2 separate regions of the Sus scrofa genome follow, and region 2 is linked to region 1. Evidence: chromatin contacts called from public Hi-C data. All regions are on one chromosome and are shown on one strand. The core of a region is the stretch at or near the end of the contact, and the rest is flanking DNA. Distances in the headings are between cores, read along the strand shown.

Evidence for each region. Hi-C and Micro-C count contacts between places; a contact is called where the count stands out from the background.
Region 2: a Hi-C map of liver shows a contact between it and region 1, with 1.9 times the contacts expected there. A contact is called at or near these places in 1 of 5 promoter capture datasets (liver) and 5 of 47 Hi-C or Micro-C datasets (embryonic fibroblasts, fibroblasts, liver and 1 more).

What each region holds. Positions count from the first base shown.
Region 1 is chr5:14,210,291-14,214,835 of Sscrofa11.1, reverse strand. No RefSeq gene overlaps it. Among named protein-coding and RNA genes, the nearest start is that of NUAK1, 120 kb to the right of the region's middle.
Region 2 is chr5:14,468,238-14,472,782 of Sscrofa11.1, reverse strand. The region is part of intron 2 of LOC102160723 (a long non-coding RNA gene); the gene reads left to right. Among named protein-coding and RNA genes, the nearest start is that of C5H12orf75, 290 kb to the left of the region's middle.

The DNA of each region.
Region 1 (4,545 bases), core at 1,371-3,870:
CTTATAAGAAAAGACACTGGACAACTCTCTACCATGTGAGGACACAGGGAGAAGGCAGCTGTCATTAAACCATGAAAAGGTCTTTCTCCAGACATGGATCCTGCCAGACTTTGATTTGGGACTTCCAGCCTCCAGAACCATGAGAAAATAATGCCTGTGTTTAAGCCACTCCAAGCACTATCTGCGGACTGCCGATCTCCCCACACCCCGCCTCCAGCTACAGGGGTGGGTCAGCATCCAGGATGGCCAATCAGAGCATTTCCTCTCTCCAGCCCCAGTGATTGGACAAGAAGTGGACACATGACCTGAGCCAAGCCAATTAGTCTTCACTGAGATTTTTCTGCAAAAGCAGTCTAGGAAGATAACTTCCTGTGATGGGGGTTCGTGGGAGGATGCGCTGTTATGGCTTCATAGTGGTCATCTTCTTGCACCACAGGGAGCTAACTTATCTATAGGAGGAGAAAATCAGGCCAATACAGAGAGGAGAAAAAAGCAACCTACACCCCCGCTCCAGTGATTTCATCCAGGATCGAGATCTGAGTTTTCCTTTATTTAGAGCCTCTCACCGATGCTCCAGCGCTATAGGTCTGTCACGACAGACGGTACAAAATGTGTCACTAACATATGTCAAAATGCAACGGAGGGGAGGTGTGATCTGGTGGAAAAGCCAGGAACGGTTCACTGGTGCCAAAACTAAACAAGGAGAGGAGACAAATTCAAAACGGCCGTCCATATTCACTAAAATAGATGCTAAGTTCCAAATAAATATTAACAGATCAGATTTAGCACTGTAATAAAAGAAATACATCGTGAAGTAAGACGTCTATTGTCGTAATTCATTACATTAACTCATTCAAAAATATTTCTTGTACTATTTGAACACTTACTTTTTGCCAATGCAGTATGGGCTCCAGTACAGCCTGATTGAACAAAATAGAAGGATGAATATGATTCAGCCTAAAAATATATTACTGGAACAGGGGGTTCCAGAAACAGACCCAAATAGAGAGATATACCATACTTTATAGATTAAGGTGACAATTTAAATCAGAAAGGAAGAAAAGACAATCCAATACATGGTGTTGACACACTTGTTAATTTACAAGGGAGAAAATAAAATTAGATCCTACTCAACATTATTCAAAATAATAGATCCCAGATGCTTTAGACTTCAGCATGAAAAAACAACTGAAGGGTATGCCTCATAACAAATGAATTCAGATATAGCGCGATCAGTGATTGACAATTAATTCTCACCTTCAGGGTTATAATACCAACCCCGCCTCTTAAGTGACAATGTTTTGGGCCCCACTTCTAGGATCATGATGGGGTTTTAGTTATACCAGAAGAGAACATAGAAGGAGGGTATTTTTACAACCTCAAGACTGGGGAGAAGGCGTTTTTTGTTGTTGTTGTTGCTTTTTAGGGCTGCACTTGCAGCATATAGAGGTTCCCAGACTAGGGATCAAACCGGAGCTGCAGCTGCCAGTCACAGCCACAACCACAGCCACAACCACATGGGATCCAAGCCGTGTCTGCAATCTACACCATGGCTCGTGGCAACGCCGGATCCTTAACCCACTGAGTTGGGCCAGGGATGGAACCTGCAACCTCATAGTTCCTAGTCAGATTTGTTTCCACTGCGCCATGATGGAAACTCTGAGAAGTCCTTCTTAAATGAGACACAAAACTCAGAAGCTGTAAGGGAAAGACTGACAGATACAATTACATCAGAATTTAAAGTCCTGTTACACTAACACCAAATGAAGTTCGAAGGTGAAGCACGACAAACAATCCAAACATTTTCAATAGAGAAACCATTAATAAATCAGATTACATAATCTATCACACAGTCATTTTTATGGACTCTTAATGTGGTTTCCCAACATAATACAAAGTTTTGTATATATATGGAAAAATTTCCAAGACATAAAGCTAAGTGCCAAAAATTGAGTCACAGAACTGGCTAGATGGATCGATCGATAGATGATAGATTTTTAAAGTGAGGTGAAAACTATGGAACTCCATAGAAAATGGACAACACTCATCCAGAATGAACTATTAATAGTGGGGTATCTCTGAGGAAGAGAGTGCGGTCAGCACGTAAGGGAAAACTTCCCTCTTCCCTCTCTATGCTTTTGAATTATTGAGTTTTTCCAAAAAGAATACATTCGGGCATTTCACGTAAGAGACAAAGAAAATCAAAACACGTGGACTCTGTGAGGCTGTCATCCTGGCTCCAAAGTACATCAGCTTGTGAGCTCTGGGATTGGCTCAGATGGGGCAATAGCACCTACCTCACTGTAATGTTCTGAGCACTGGATAAGTTAAAACTGCTGCCTATTGAGCCCACACTGCATACCAGGCTTAGTAAATGCACTATCGTCTTTTAAATACAGCAGCAGGCTGAACTGCGGTAGCAGCCAGAGAGCTACTGCGTTTTGCATGGAAGGACACTGAGGCCCAGAGAGGTGAAGTAATTTGCCCAAGGTCACAGAGCGGGAAGGGGCAAAGCTGGAGACTTTGGACTCTAAGATCAATGCCAAGTCCTCCCATGTTTGCTCATGGAGATTCTTTTGTCTTCTCTCTCTGAAGCGTGGTGCTTGCACTGGGCTTAAGCAACACTCTAAAATAAATCTTCGACCAGCTCCAGGCCAGCCCCCTGCCTTGACTCTGCAGAAAGGGGACAAGGAATGACTGACTCACAGCCGCAGCCGACTGCGCACAGACAGTGTCTGGAAGCGCCCATCTCCCACTTCCTCTGAAATAGATAACGATGGCTCTTTTAGCCTGAAATCCCCCTGGCATAGACACACCAAGAGTAGTAAATCTGAGCTGGGGAAAAAAAAAAAACTTCTTGTAAAATTGCTGTCAGGGACTTGCATTGTAAACCTCCATACCCTGCTACAGCCAGCCAGGACCCCGACTCTGGGGACCCCCTGCCAAAGCAAGGAGAAAAAGAAGCGAAGACCAGGAGACAGATACCCCAGACAGTCGGGGGTTAATTAGAACCTTTTGCGGAAGAAGCCGAACAGATGTAATTAGCCAGGAATGGCTAATTGGCTATTTGATTTGTTTATGGCAGGGTGCCACTTTTCCTCTGTGAACCCGGGATTGTCAATATACCTGCAAATATTAACCAACCCCTTCTAAGGACTTATTCTGTGCCAGAAACTCTCCTAGGAATTTTCACAAATCAAGCCCTGTAATCCCCACAGCAACTTCATTATTGTTTCAGATTTCCCGATGAGGAAACAGAGGCACAGCGGAGTTAGGGAAGTTGTCCAAGGTCCCAAAGCCAGTAAGTGACAGGAGGTCTAGGCAGACTGACTTCAGGATCCAGTCCCTTCACGGCTTCTCAAACACTTGTGGGGGTGGGGCGGGGGCAAGGCAGGATGCTTTGTATCACAATCAAGGTGGGAACTGAACGTCAGCTCTGGGTTTCCGTAGCTGAGAGAGGTTATTCTTAAGGTGGAAAAGGGCCAGGAGGATGGCAAGAATACTCAGAAGTCTGGAGAAGAGAGTTGGACTGCCTGGAGAATGGAATGAGCTTTCAAGCCAATCTTATCTGCATCTCAAGTGTTTCCAGAAACCCAGCTGTTGTCTGAGTTATGTTTCTGAAGGACGTCACCACTTTTTCTCCCCCCAAATCTCTTTGGGGGTCGAGAATCTCAGTGGGTGCTGGGTCTGGCATTCTCTGGTCCTGGACAGCTGGGCCCCCATCTTCTAGTTCCCCTTTCGGTCTGCCGGTCTATTAGACCTTTGTCCCTGCTGGGTTATGTTGGGATTGGAAGGCATCCATCTCATCTCTGTCCCATGGCCCCCGGGACAAAATACATTTAGAACTGTAAACACAGCACTCAGATGGAGGATAAACTGCCAACGTGGTACTGTCTGGCTGGAGGACATGGCTGATACTCCCTGGCTTTTAATGGAGTTCCTATGACTTCCCCCATGTCCAGCCCAGTGCCATCCAGTTGTCCTTTCTAAGACGATCAAAATACCCCACATCTGTATTGTCAACGGGCAGTCACAAGCCATGTGTGACTACTGAGCAGTTGACGTGTGACTGGTGCAACAAAGTAAATTTTAAATTAGTATTTATTATTATTATTATTATTATTATTATTATTATTATTATTATTACTATTATTGTTGTTTAGGGCCGCATCTGCAGCATATGGAGGTTCCCAGGCTAGGGATCAAATCGGAGCTGCAGCTGCTGGCCAAGACTTCAGCTGCAACAACAACAGATCCGAGCCACATCTATGATACCACAGCAGCAACAAGGGGCATTTCTGCCTAATACCAACTGAGTTTATATCAGTAGCCTATAACATATGCTGCAACAGATGACCAAAACTTAGTGGCTTAAAACACACAAAGTTATTTATCTTACAGTCCTGAATGTCAGAAACCCACATGTATTCATTTCACTGGGCTAAACCGATATGGTCACAGGGCCGTGTTCCTTTCCAAAGGCTCTAGGGGAGAATCTTTCCTGCATTCCTTGGCTCACAGCCCCCTCCTCCATTTTCAAAGCCA
Region 2 (4,545 bases), core at 988-3,487, 260 kb before region 1:
TAGAGTTCTTTATGCCAGAAGCCACCCCCCACCATCTCCATGTGCCCTACCTCTGTGGTACACTCATAGGGGTAGAATAGAGAAGACTGACCTTTGTCATAGCTGCATATGCAGCTGCCTCTCTGGGAAAAAAAACCGAGAAGCCTGGTAACCTTTCTTGTCCACTCACCTAAGAGTATTTGCTTGCTGCCCTGCCACTGTATCTGAAGTCATCCGATTGGTTTGTGGAATTAAAGGCTTTTGTTAAAATGTAAATCTCTAACCCGAGAGGGTGTGAGAAGAATGAGAGAGGTAGCTCAAACTTTACTGTGCCTAAAATCAACTTGAAAACTTATTGAAAATGCAGATCCTTGGGTCCCAGGTACAAAGGTTCTGACTCAGCAGGTACAGAGCAGGGCCTGGAAATCTGGAGTCCTAACAAACGCTTTCGGCGATTCTGTGATGGAGTTCCCTGAACCTCCCTTCGAGAAGCACTGTGAATGAGAACTCTTTGGCTTTAATTGGTTCATCAGACTCTTGGCCGGGAGGTGGGCTCAGTTGATGCTGGCTGCATCTCTAATGAGGCAGAGGAGAGGTGCACAGCTGCTTCCCCCGACCCCCACCTTGGTCTCTGCAGTTCAGAGCTGTGTTCTCAGCTCATGGCTGAGAGGGAGCATTCGAGGCTCTAACCCAGAGCTTGAACATACCTCAAAGCCTGGAGGTTGACCAGGCTTTGTCTAAACACACATTTGGGGGATGGTCTGTGCCATCTCAAGATCTCATGAAGTATTTCTCAGCTTCATAAGCCCACCCAAAAAAGAATGGAGTTCCCGTCGTGGCTCAGTGGTTAACGAACCCAACTAGTAACCATGAGGTTGCGGGTTCAATCCTTGGCCTCGCTCAGTGGATTAAGGATCTGGTGTTGCCATGAGCTGTGGTGTAGGTCACAGATGCAGCTCGGATCCGGCATTGCTGTGGCTGTGGCGTAGGCCGGTGGCTACAGCTCCAATTGGACTCCTAGCCTGGGAACCTCCTTATGTCATGGGTACAGCCCTAAAAAAGACAAAAGCCAAAAAAAAAAAAAAAAAAAAAAAAGAAAGAAAAGTGGTGACACTGCTTAAAGGTATTCTTTTTTTTTTTTTGAAAGATCTGAGGAAAGTTTATTATAATGGAATCGACCAGGAAAGTTGGTTGTTTCTGTGACACACATCATTTTAAAATGATAAATGGAATTATGATGGTAACATCATACCAGGTCATATTATTTTAAAAAAATTTTCTATTATAGTTGACTTACAGTGTCCTTTCAGTTTCTATTGTACAGCTGCGTGACCCAGTTATACATATATATGCATTCTTTTTCTCACATCATCCTCCTTTCCATAGGCTTGAGTGGTGTTACAATGTAGTGCCACCTGAGGGCGCTCTAGTGAATCACCAGGCTCAGATTCCTTAGGAAATGAGGAGGAAGTTGTGTTAATGAACAGATTTTACCTTTCAGTGTGACGGTGCTTCCTTAGTCTAGAAAGATCCATAGAGCTTCCACCTGTGTGTACATGCACGCTCATGCTCAGAGTGTGTGTGTGTTGCATACATGGACGGAGGAGAGCAGAGAGGAATAGAAACTGATGAGGTACCAAAGGGAGAGAAAATTCAATCACGAGCTTTCAGAGGTCACCTTCTTTGTGGCTTGAGAGACCGTTTTCTGCACGTCATTTAAATGCCCCCATCCCTTCCCTTCAAGGGAAAAAACACCAGTTCCCGGGAGAGTCCTCGAGGAGGGAGCACCTGGGAAACAAGAAGAAAAGGCAGACAGAGGCAGGTGCTTCTCTTGGGCTCTGCTTCTGCTGCGGTTTGACTGGGGCCGGGTCAGGCTCCCGCCCTGAGGCAGCCCTCGCAGGCTGACAACGGGACACCCGGCGCTCTCTCTCGGCAGCTGCCCCTGCGAGGCTCCGAGGCTCCGGCCCCAGAACGAGAAGCTCCGGTTACACATTAGTCACAAAAATAACAACGATCAAAGGGAGCATAAGGCATGAAACAGCTTCGTTTTCCCCATTTAATTATGGGACTGCAGGATCCATTTAGACCTGGAAGACGTCTGATTTTAACTTGTTATAAAATAGTTGAATCAAGTGCTGGCTATTATTTTTATTCCCCACTTTCCCAGGTTTTTCTCCCCTAACCTCCCCTCCCTTCCCCTCCCCACCCTCAGCGCAGGCTTTTAATGGGCTCCTGGGCCCTTGTTATTCCCTCCCTATAGACCCGTGATAAGAAACATAAATGAGAAACCACATTTGTCTCCCGTTCACCTGGGAAAGCCCTGTCAAGAAGCTGAAGGGCCCAATCAGAGCCTGATTAAGGCTCCTTGGAGTGTCCTGGGCCCCCTGAAAAGAATGACAGCAGGTGACTGATGAGGGGACCGCCCCCTCCGGCAAGTGCAGTGGTCTCATGGCAAAGGTATTTGGTCATCTAAAAAAAGCGCCCATGGCTGCTGGATCAGGCTCCAGAGGCACTGCTGGTTACAGGCTGTTTCACTGGGCGGTGCACGATGCGGATCAAAGCTTGTTCCAGGCACGCGTGCACACAGCGGGCTTTCCCCTCGCCTCTACCCCTTCAGACTCACGCATGCACACACATATGCACACGGACCCTCCTGCCCCAAAGCCAGGCCTGGAGCTTTGAAAGGCCGCTGAAAAAAATAGACCGGGGATGTGTTGTCATCTTAGAGGCTGGCTGGTTTTTAGACTTAGGAGACACAGCGTGCAATGATGTTGTTGCCTCATGAGGCTAGGCCACCGGCTTACTTGGGGAGCAGTGATGAGACAGCCCTCTTTGGGTCACTCATTGGACAGAAAGGGTTCCGTTTGGACCACATAGTGGGGAAATCATCTAAAACTTGGATGGGCAGAGGCAGGTGGGGGGCTCAAAGTCAGCAGTGCCCTGTGGGGACCAGTTCTGCCACTGACTTGCTGTGGGGGGGGCAGGGGGGAAGAGGGGCACCGCTCTGGGGTTCATGCTCATCCTCTGTCCTAGGCGGGCCCTCTCTCTGGATCTCTTGAGCTCCAAGGTTCTGCCAGTCCAGGCCTCTGTGAGGCTTAGACATCTGAGTGCAGCATTTTTCAGGGGCCTCTGCTCTTTCCACGCACATTGCTTTGGGATTTGTTTGGAATTTTACTTGTTCTCCACACGGTTTAATTTTAATGCACGGTGAGTCTTTTCCTGCCTCCCAGGAATTAACCCCCCATGTGTGTTATAGGCAGGAAGTAGATGGAGCGGATAAGCCTGGAAGGTTTTGACTTCTCTTTCTTTTTCTTCAGCCCTCTCTCCCTGTCCGTCTTAAAGCCCAGCACTGGCTTTCTGCCTTCCCATTCCTGACCCAGGCCGCGTAGGGCAAGGCTCTCTCGGCAAAGGCTGAACTCGGCTTCTGCTCAGTTAAAATGTGAGCGAACTCTTCCTTATGAAATGGGTTCACCTTCTTAAACAATTTAATGTGGCGAAGGGGAAAAGCAGAAAGACATACATGAACAAAGCAAAATGGCATCGAAATATTGGTATCTTCTCTTAGCCCAAAGGGACATGTTTCCTTCCAAATTAGATATGTACAGATGCCACAGAAAAGCACCCTCGAGGCTGATTTCACATTGAATCACATTGAAATGTATGTGCTCCAAACTGATAAGAAGCCACACATGGAGTAACCGTGCCTTGTATTTTACGTGATTACTCGGCAGCATAACCAACCACATGGAAGGCCCACGATTAGCACTGGCCTATAGATGTGTAGGCAAGGGAAGGGGGAAAGAAGTTTTAATCTTGTAAATTTGCTCTCTCTTGACTACTTAGGATCCTAATCTTGAAGCTGGATACACAAGGTTTTTTGTTTGGGTTGCATTAATTATTTATGTATTTTTCCAGAAAAAGGACCAAAGAATAACAGAAAGGTTTAACTTTTCTAATATCCAGATTCATTCCTGGCTTAACAAAATGGTGCTTTTACTGGGCATTAAAAAGCACTAGGAACTTGTTTAAAATGTTGATTCTCAGCCTCTACCCTGAGAGTGTTTGATTCTGTAAGCTGAGTGGGAACAAAAATCTGTACTTTAGAAGCCTCTCCCCTGTGATCTGTATACTTTTGGGCTAAGGAGACTGCACTTTATGACAGACTGATCTCATATCTTCATTTTTGTCCAAGGCGAGTGTTTCCATTATTATTTTGACTATTTAATTATTATTGTTATTATTAGTTTATTTTATTTTTTTTGCAAGACCCATGGCATATGGAAGTTCCTGGGCCAGGAATTTAATCCGAGCCACAGCTGTGACCTACACCATAGCTGCAGCAATACTGGATCTTTAACTCGAGGCACCAGAGTGGGAACTCCTGTTTTGACCACTTTATACCTTCAAAGGCTTAGGTGCATTATTAATATTACAGTTGAACTTACAACGTTTTGTAGCTACTAAGACACACTACGTAGAGGCCACACCTTGACATCTTAACATCTTTCTACTTCCAGAATTTGGTGCACTAAATTCTGCCATAAGGAGACTCTCAAAATGTGTTCA